Regions from separate parts of the Mus musculus genome. Here region 1 is linked to region 2. Evidence: chromatin contacts called from public promoter capture Hi-C data. All regions are on one chromosome and are shown on one strand. The core of a region is the stretch at or near the end of the contact, and the rest is flanking DNA. Distances in the headings are between cores, read along the strand shown. Region 1 overlaps Msrb1 (methionine sulfoxide reductase B1). Region 2 holds the start of Wdr24 (WD repeat domain 24).

What was found. Promoter capture Hi-C pulls out the DNA fragments that hold promoters and counts their contacts.
Region 1: a contact with region 2 is called in a promoter capture Hi-C map of liver, with 3 times the contacts expected there. The contact joins the enhancer-like site here to the promoter of Wdr24 in region 2. A contact is called at or near these places in 5 of 39 promoter capture datasets (the HPC-7 cell line, cranial neural crest, liver and 2 more), 2 of 484 Hi-C or Micro-C datasets (B cells and embryonic stem cells) and 4 of 115 datasets of contacts at active chromatin or transcription factors (embryonic stem cells, kidney, microglia and 1 more).

What each region holds. Positions count from the first base shown.
Region 1 is chr17:24,739,781-24,743,876 of GRCm38.p6, reverse strand. It overlaps Msrb1 (methionine sulfoxide reductase B1), which reads right to left. Exons shown (of 5, transcript NM_013759.3): 3 at 3,683-3,797; 4 at 1,940-1,971; 5 at 1,099-1,567. The coding sequence ends at 1,940. Among named protein-coding and RNA genes, the nearest start is that of Msrb1, 5.2 kb to the right of the region's middle. Within about 2 kb of position 1,481, at least 36 of the 459 cell types and tissues checked have an H3K27ac peak or open chromatin away from gene starts, as enhancers often do. A contact at or near this core is called in liver, where this site is marked.
Region 2 is chr17:25,821,661-25,825,967 of GRCm38.p6, reverse strand. It overlaps Wdr24 (WD repeat domain 24), which reads right to left and starts at 2,341. Exons shown (of 9, transcript NM_173741.3): 1 at 1,282-2,341; 2 at 137-314; 3 at 1-16. The coding sequence starts at 1,762.

The DNA.
Region 1 (4,096 bases), core at 232-2,731, 1.1 Mb after region 2:
CTGGAGGTTGAAGAGGGGTCCAGAGGTTCTGCAGCCAAGGTCCACATACTTTTCCCTCCTCATAGAAATCCCAGAGCATGAATCCCCCTCCCCACCATCGAGACTCAACCACTGAGGCCATCCAGATCGGCAGCCCCTGTTGAGGTTCAATCTGTATGTATGTATTGTAATGCTAAATACACACACACACACACACACACACACACACACACACACACACACACACACACACACACCCGGTCTGGTTGCCTCAGGGATGAGAGAATCCTCTCTTACCCCAGTGAGGCTATGTTGTGACCTTGCTCCTTAATTTAAAACTATTGGTTGAAATGAAGATGACTACAGCCTATAGCTGGGCGGAAGAGAGGTAGATTGGGTTTTGTTCCCGGGCATGGGGTGTGAGGCCGAGACCACGAGCAAGAGAGAAGGAAGAGAGAGGAGACGACACCATGGAGTAGGTGAATCATAAAAACATGGTCATGAGGGTTGCCCAGTTGGAATGAGAGTGGCCCAAGCAGAACAAGGCAAATTGTAATTTGGGGTTATTGACAGGGAAGAAAGCATAATAGCATAGAGGGTTGATATCCATCCAGCTTTAGTGCTATTAAGGCTTATTATACCTGTAAAGATTTGTGTCTTTTATCTGGGAACTGAATGATCAAAGCTAGGGTAGTAACCCCCAATTAATATTAATTTATTACCACACCAAGCCCCGGCTGGTCAGCAGGCAGTATCACCAGAGCAGGCCCCACCTCCCTTCATTCCTGAGGGACATCTCAACAGTGGGCCAGACAAAGGAACAGCCAGTCTTATTCACAAGAAGGCCTTGAGCCCAGAGCATCTCCAGGTAACTGTTTCAAACTCCTGCAGCCCTGGCCTCTGCCTGGCTCTTCCAAGCTTCAAGACCGTCAAACCTGACATGCACCCTCTTCCCAGAGACTGAGGAATCCTCCTGGCTCTGAGACAGATGAGGGGAGACTAACATCTCCCTAGGGCTCTAGCAGACGCTGGGCACTGTTTGAACACTGTTAAAATCAAATCCAGTACAGTGGCGCTTGTAATCCTAGTTCAATCCTAGCATGAGACAACAAACACGGAAACGGCTCAGGCTGCATGTTTATTGACTTCTACTTGATCATCCCAGAGAGCAATCAAGGGGGGGAGTGGGTCTCAGCTTCAGCCACTCTCCCAGGTGTCAAGAGCTTCCAAACACACCAATAAGGTACAGTGGCTTTCTCTTGGGAGGTACACGCTGGACAAAGTGGTGAGAAGAGGGTCCCTGCCACGCTGGCCAGCTAATGGGGCAACAACTGTCACTTCCCCAAGCTAGAGTGAGGCAAGATGAGTTTGCAGATTATGAAACGGAGTTTTGTTTTCTCTGCCAGAAGGCAAGGATCCAAGAGTTCCCGGTATCAGCCTACTCCCCTCCTCAAAGGTCACGGGTCATCACCACCCTGGCTGGCATAGAAGGATTTGACCAGAGCAGATCATTCGGTGACTGAGGCTGGAGCGGTTGGCAGGGGACAGGGGGCAGGGGGCAGGGGGCAGGCCATTCGCAGTCCATGTCCTGCAGAGCCCAGAACAGACAGGCACAAGCTTTAGTGAGGGCCAAGGCACATCCTCAGAGCGCCACAGGGGTCAGTGTGGACAGCCAAGGAGATTGGTGGCAGTTTGAGGGTCATTTAGAGATGACCTGAACCAAGTCTCCTACAGATTCCAAACAGCCCATGTCTCGGCCCCATCCCCAGCTCAATATGGTAGAGCAGTGGAAACCTTCCAGAAAGTGCTTCCTCTAAAGTGGTTCCCCTGAGAAACAAGGGCGCATAGGGAGCCTCCTCCCCACCCCCGCCCCCACCCCAGACCGAATGCCTGAGGTTCTGACACTAACGTGGGGCTGCCAGAGAGTGGGTGTGCCCATCTGGGAAAGAAAGCTGCTCACCTAGTGCCCCTGGGAGGCAGCAGCTTCTTTGCCTGGAAAAGAGAAGGAAGAGAAAACACATTATGGTTAAGCCATGCTTCTGTTGGGCATGACGGCTCGTATGTGCAAGCCCAGCGAGGCTGAGGCTGGGGATTCGAGAGGAGCAGAGAGTGCTGTATGGTAAGTTCCAGGCCACCCTGAGCTACAGAAGAGACCCAATCTCAAAAGTACTAAAGCACTTAAAGTACTAAAAGGCAGAGGCAGGTAAAGCTCTGTGAGTTCAAGGACAGCCAGGGCTAAATAGTAAGACCTTTCACTCGGGAGGCAGAGGCAAGAGGATCTCTGAGTTCGAAGCCAGCCTGGTCTACAGAGTGAGTTCCAGGACAGCCAGGGCTACACAGGGAAACCCTGTCTTGGAAAACCAAAAAAGAAAAACAAATGAACAAACCAAAAACCTAAAAAACTAAAACCAGGAATTGTGAGATGCCTCTGTGAGTAAAAGGTACATGGCAACCAGGCCTAGCAACCTGAATTTGATCTCCAGGACCCACGCAGTGCAGGAAGAGAACAGAGTCCCACGAATGGTCCTCTGACTCTCACCACATGTGGCACGTATCGCACACGTACCCACAAATACACTACGAAAATAATTAAAATGTACTCTGGGAAGGGACTGGAAAGTTAGGCTGCTCTTCCACGGGGCCAGTTCCATCCCCTGCACCCACATAGTATCTCACAACCATCTGTAACACTAGTACTGGTGCCCTCCCCTGGCTCTGTAGGCACTGCACTCAGGTGGTACACAAGAAATACATGCAGGCAAAACACCCATATACACTGAACAAAAATAAAGGGGAAAAAAGGGATTTTTCTGAAAAGTGTTAAAAGAAAACAACAAAATCATGATTCAGGCTCCTGGCCAGCAGAGCGGCCCAGGGACCCAGCTCAGAGTGCTCTGCGTGCTGTGTGCACATGAGTCCTACAAAGGGAGCCCACGGTCTCTCCCTCCACTAGCAGACACAGAGCACGGATCCACCCCACAGGAAGGCAATGGCAGCAGCTGGTTTTTGAAGGCTCCGTTCTGCAGATCATCTGGCCACAGCCCTTGACTACCACTAAAAAGGTCGATAAAGGTGTTTTACTATACCGTTACTATGTGGTAGGCCCCAGGGCCCACTTTCTTTTTTTTTTCTTTTTTTTTTTAAGATTTATTAATTTATTTATTATATGTAAGTACACTGTAGCTGTCCTCAGACACTCCAGAAGAGGGAGTCAGATCTCGTTACAGATGGTTGTGAGCCACCATGTGGTTGCTGGGATTTGAACTCCTGACCTTCGGGAGAGCAGTCGGGTGCTCTTACCCACTGAGCCATCTCACCAGCCCCAGGGCCCACTTTCAATTGTCCTCAGCAGCCATGTGATAGAAACTATGCTGCCATGTCTACTATAGAGAGGAATGGCAGTTGCTCAGGGTCAGAAGAAAGCCCTTGGTCACACGGCCCAGATCCTCCTCAGCCGTGGCCTACCCCTGCATCCAACCGAAGATTCCAGCCACCGAGAAAACCCCACACACCCTCCCTGAGATGTTCCTGTAGGAGATACCCTGGATATCTGCCCCTGGCGCTACCCTTCAGCTGGCTTTTTGGGTGCTAGCGCCAGGTGTATTTACTTTGCCATGGCCGACAGATAAGCATACACAGCCTGCCTCCCTGCCACACCTTCCTCGGTTACAACAAGATGTCCCCAGCTGCTAAAGGTACTCACCTTTAGGGACGAACTTCAGTGAGCTGCTAAATATTCAGAATCTTGATTGTCCCCGCTTGGGGCCATCATTCAGGAACTCGTGGCCCAACCCATTGCCACACTTGCCACAGGACACCTGGGAAATCGCAAACACAGTCAGTCTCCTGTCTGCTGCACATAGGAGGTGCTCCCACCACCTGCCCATTTCCCAAGGGGTGGAGCCTGTGTGGGGAGGCTGTCCTAAAGCTCATGTTCCCTCAGTATATGAGTGCTCTCAAAGTCTCTGCCGTGGTGATTCATGTCTTTAATCCCAGCACTCGGGAGGCAGAGCCAGGTGAATCTCTGAATTTAAGACCAACCTGCCCTACAAAGTGAGTTCCAGGATAGTCAGGGCCACCCAGAGAAACCCATCTCAAACAACAAGAACAACAACAA
Region 2 (4,307 bases), core at 1,092-3,591:
CGTGGCCAGCCAGCCCCTGCGGAGAATGTCCCACTCAAGCTGTCAGTGACCTCTCCCATGGGAAAGGAGACCCTGCCACACCCAAAGGCATCGTTTAGCCTCCAGCCTTAAGGCCCATCTTCTCCCCACACCACACCTGTCCTCTGGGTGCCAATCACAGCAGAAGACAGGCCCATTGTGGGCTGTGAACATCCTCTCACAGCGGTCGGGTCGGCGGATGTCCCAGAGCTGTACGTTGCCATTCTCAAAGGTGGAAGCAAAGGTAAAGTAGTCACGGATACTGAACTGCACATCCCGCACGCTCTCAGACTGGCCTGTGGGCACACAGTGGTACAGACATAAGTGAGGGGCTGGCCCCCAGGGCGTGGGGGAGCCCTTGGAGTGGCTCCAACCATGTTATTCACCAGCCTATAGCCCAGCCCAGAAACACAGGACTGGAGAAACACCACCAAAATCTGCCTAGGCCAGAGTATGCCAGGTAGTTTCAGTGCAGACTCCCAGCCTCAGTTCCCTAGATTCTGCACAGGCAAAGCTGCAGACCTGCCTCAGAAGGCTATGTGTGAGCACTGGAGGCACAGGAGCTCACCCTCGTTGGCTGTCTATATGTCCCAGGCCAAGGCTTGTGGAAGACCCAACGAATGGAAGAGGAGGCTCCTCGTGCTCTGCTCAATGCCCTGCCAGCTGCCTAGTTAGCCTCGAAGGACCGAAGAGCTCAGAGACCATACCCACCTTAAAAGATCGCCAAACAAGGAGCCTGCGGGTACAGTGTCCAGTGCTTTTCCCTGCCACAGACAGCTCAAGGTCTGTTGTAACCCCCAAATTCTCCAGGCCCCAAGGCTCTGCCTGCGCATCATTTGGTCTCATTAAAGATCTGAGAGAGGGGAATGAGGGCTGAATGCAGACAGCTTGGCCTGCCATGAAAGGGGCGCTGTGTACTCCCCACCTCACTCTGAGTCCCGGTCTGAGTCCTGAAGACACAAGGCTCCGCCACTCACTACGGTGTGTCTGAAGGCTCCGCCTTCCCTATTAGCCACACCCACCACCCAGTCTCAATTTCCACTGGTCTGACCTCCTGCCTCGCCCCCCCCCCCACCCCAACAGCAGTGTTGGGCTTATCCTTCTCAGGGGGCCAACCGTTCCCATTTCCACCACTCTTTCTGGGCTGTTCCGCCTCTGAGGGTCCATCTGAGGGCCTCTGATGGACACACATTTCAGCCTGCCTGTCAGGTCTAACACCTACAGAGATCCAGATGTACCCCCAACTTCCTCTGTGGGCCTCACCAGAGAAGGTGCTGACAGAGTCCTTCCTTCGGAGGTCAAAGCACTTCATGAAGCCATCCTGAGAGCCACTGAGCAGCACATGGGCCTCGGTGGGATGGAAACAGACTTTGTTCACTGTGCGCTTGTGTTCTGTGAACAGCTGATCCTGCTTGTTGCGGGATGGCCGACCTAGGTTCCATGTAACCACCACACCATTGGTGGCTGCTGTGGCCAGCAGATTCTCATCCATCTGGTGCCAGACCACATCAGCACAGCTCAGGTTGAGCGAGGGCTTCCTACCCACACGTAAATTCAGCTTCTCTACGAACTGCTCCTCCTCAATGGCATAAATCTTGAAGATGCTTCGGCCTGCCACGACAACCTGGGCAGCGTCGCGGCACACGCTGATGGCATTAGCTGGCGCGTCCAGATGGCAGTGCATGGTTCGGCCCGTCAGAGCACTGCCGCTCAGGGCTGTGCTAACTCGGGACATCTTTTCCATGTCTGCACAGGTATCAGAGGCAGGAGGAGGTCAGTGAAGTGTGCTGACCTGGTCAGCCATGGTGTCCTAACAATTCAGGTTCAGTCTCCTCTCGAACCTTCGGCCTGAGATGGTCCATCAGCCAGTCGTTATCTTAGGAAGGTTCACATTCATTGGAGTTCTCCAGAAGGCTCCAGAGCTAACCTGAGGTTCGTCAGCACCATATCTGACGTCTCCCGATTCTATGTGGTTAATTCTCCATCAGTGAGATCCTGGGGGCGGGGAGTGGCTCCTGACTTCACAGCCCCATGCCTCCGAGGATTGCGGGGCTTCCAAGAGGAAAAACAACCGAGTGGAAAGGGCAGAGAAGCTAGATGGGTATGGACTGAGTTCATACACCTTGGAATGCAGAAGAGAGGCTACAGCAATAAGTGCAGGTGTCTAATTGCACCGTGCAGCGGCAACTGAGGGACCAGAACCAGGTGCTAGAAAAGCCTCTGCCCCGTCGCACGCCAGTCATTTACCGAAAGCACAGAGTGGTCTTCAGCTACAGTACCGGAAGAGACTCACCTACTGCCCGCCCATTACCGGAAGTAGTCCTTTCTTATTCTCACTTCGCCGGAAGTGAGTGACAACTCGTCTTTCACACCATAAGAGTTCCGTGTCTGCGAACAGCGCTTCTGCAGAGCAAACGGACCAGAATTGGGCTCCCTGGTTTTAACTTGGTTATATATGTCCGCTATTGATCGTTTGGTTAGGGTTTCTGTTTTGTTTTGTTTTGTTTTGTTTTGTTTTATGGTTCTGGAAATCGAGCCCGAGAGACAAGTTCTCTACCAACTAGGCTATGTTTATTTTAATCTCAATATCTTAATACCAGTACTTAAACCTTTCCTCCGGTCTTGGAGAAGTAATTTTCTTTTTCTTTTTTTCTTTCTTTCTTTTCTTTTCTTTTTTCTTTTTCTTTTTTTTTTCTTTTTTGGTTTTTTGTTTTTTGTTTGTTTGTTTTTGTTGTTTTGTTTTGTTTTTTGTTTTTCGAGACAGGGTTTCTTTGTACATCCCTGGCTGTACTGGAATTCACTCTGTAGACCAGGCTGGCCTCGAACTCAGAAATCCGTACTGGGATTAAAGGCGTGCACCACCACTGCCCGGCGAGGAGAAATTTTCTAAGGAGACCTTGAGTTCCACCACTCTGCCACAGTGCCACTTCCCCTACGGAAGCACTAGCAGCCTGGTGCCTTTTCTACTCTAGGTCATTATTTCACTGTGTATAGGTCTCAGAGACCTGACCCTGACCTTTCTGGCTCATCTGCAGCTCTACCTTTCTTGGCTCCTCCTTTCTCAGCTTGTTTCTATCCCAGCTTCCTTCCCTCTGAGTATTTTCCTTCTTCTTTCACAGTTCATCAGCTGTGTTATAAAACCATGGCTTCTACCTATGGCTTCTACCCCTGCAGAAGGTGTCTCCTTTACACATAGGTAGGCACTTAGCTCAAATGCCTACCATCTTAGGCCATCCTTGCCACCCCAGTCTAATGTCTCCTTTGTCTACTGTGGTTTGTATGATTACACCTGTTTTGGTACTTTCAGAGCCTGACAACCAGTCATCAGTGGCTTAGTAGATTTAGTCTCCATTGTAAGAAATCAGTGTTGGCTGAGGAGCCTCAAGACCAAGTTCTCAGCATAAAGAAAGATTGTTTGCCCCAAAGGGACAAAGGCTAGGCAATAGGGACAGACAGCAGATAGAGGGTCAGGGAGGAGAGGGAGTAGGGATATTTGACCAGAGGGGATAAAGAACTGCCTCTGGATAGAAAGGAGACAGACATGGCCTATAGACAAATGACACTTTATGACTTTATAAGTGTAAGAGGGAGAAACACCATGTTAGAATGAGGTATTTAATTTTGATTAGACAGGTTAATTAAGTGAACCCATGGGGGCTTTTGATTGCTGGACCTCAATACTTTGATAGCTGGGCCTTCATCGCCAGCCTCAGGAGTAGAAGTGGCCAAATAAGGGAACATACCATGGTGGCTAGCTCTAGGAATATAATCTAAGGTTTTTAGCAAGACAGAAGGCATTGCAGAGAAGGACAAAGCTGGCTAGCAGTCCTCCCTTCAGCACTTGCCCTTTCTCTTGAGGTGGACACAATAGTCTTGATCTTCTAGCAGTCTGTGATTATTTATTTATTTAATCTTTATTTGAGTGTGTGCACATGTAAATGCAAAAATGTGCCTGTGTGAGTTTTTATTTGTACCAATGTGTGTTCAGGTTCCCTAGGCGGCCAGAGAACATCATATCCCTAAAGCTAGAGTTACTGGGCAGCTTAAAGGCATCTGACGTGAGTGCTGGGAAACTGACCCCAGGTCTTCTGTAGGAACAGTAGATTCTTTGCACTACCGAGCCATCTATCCAGCATCACTGGATTATTTTAGAACATCACAATCCCTCACTTAGTGACCCCGTGCAGAAGATAAGGCTCATTTCTGCTCTTGGATAGCAAGATCCTAGATCCTTGTTTTCTTTTTCTTTTTTTTTCTTTTTTCTTTTTTTTTCTTTTTTCTTTTTCTTT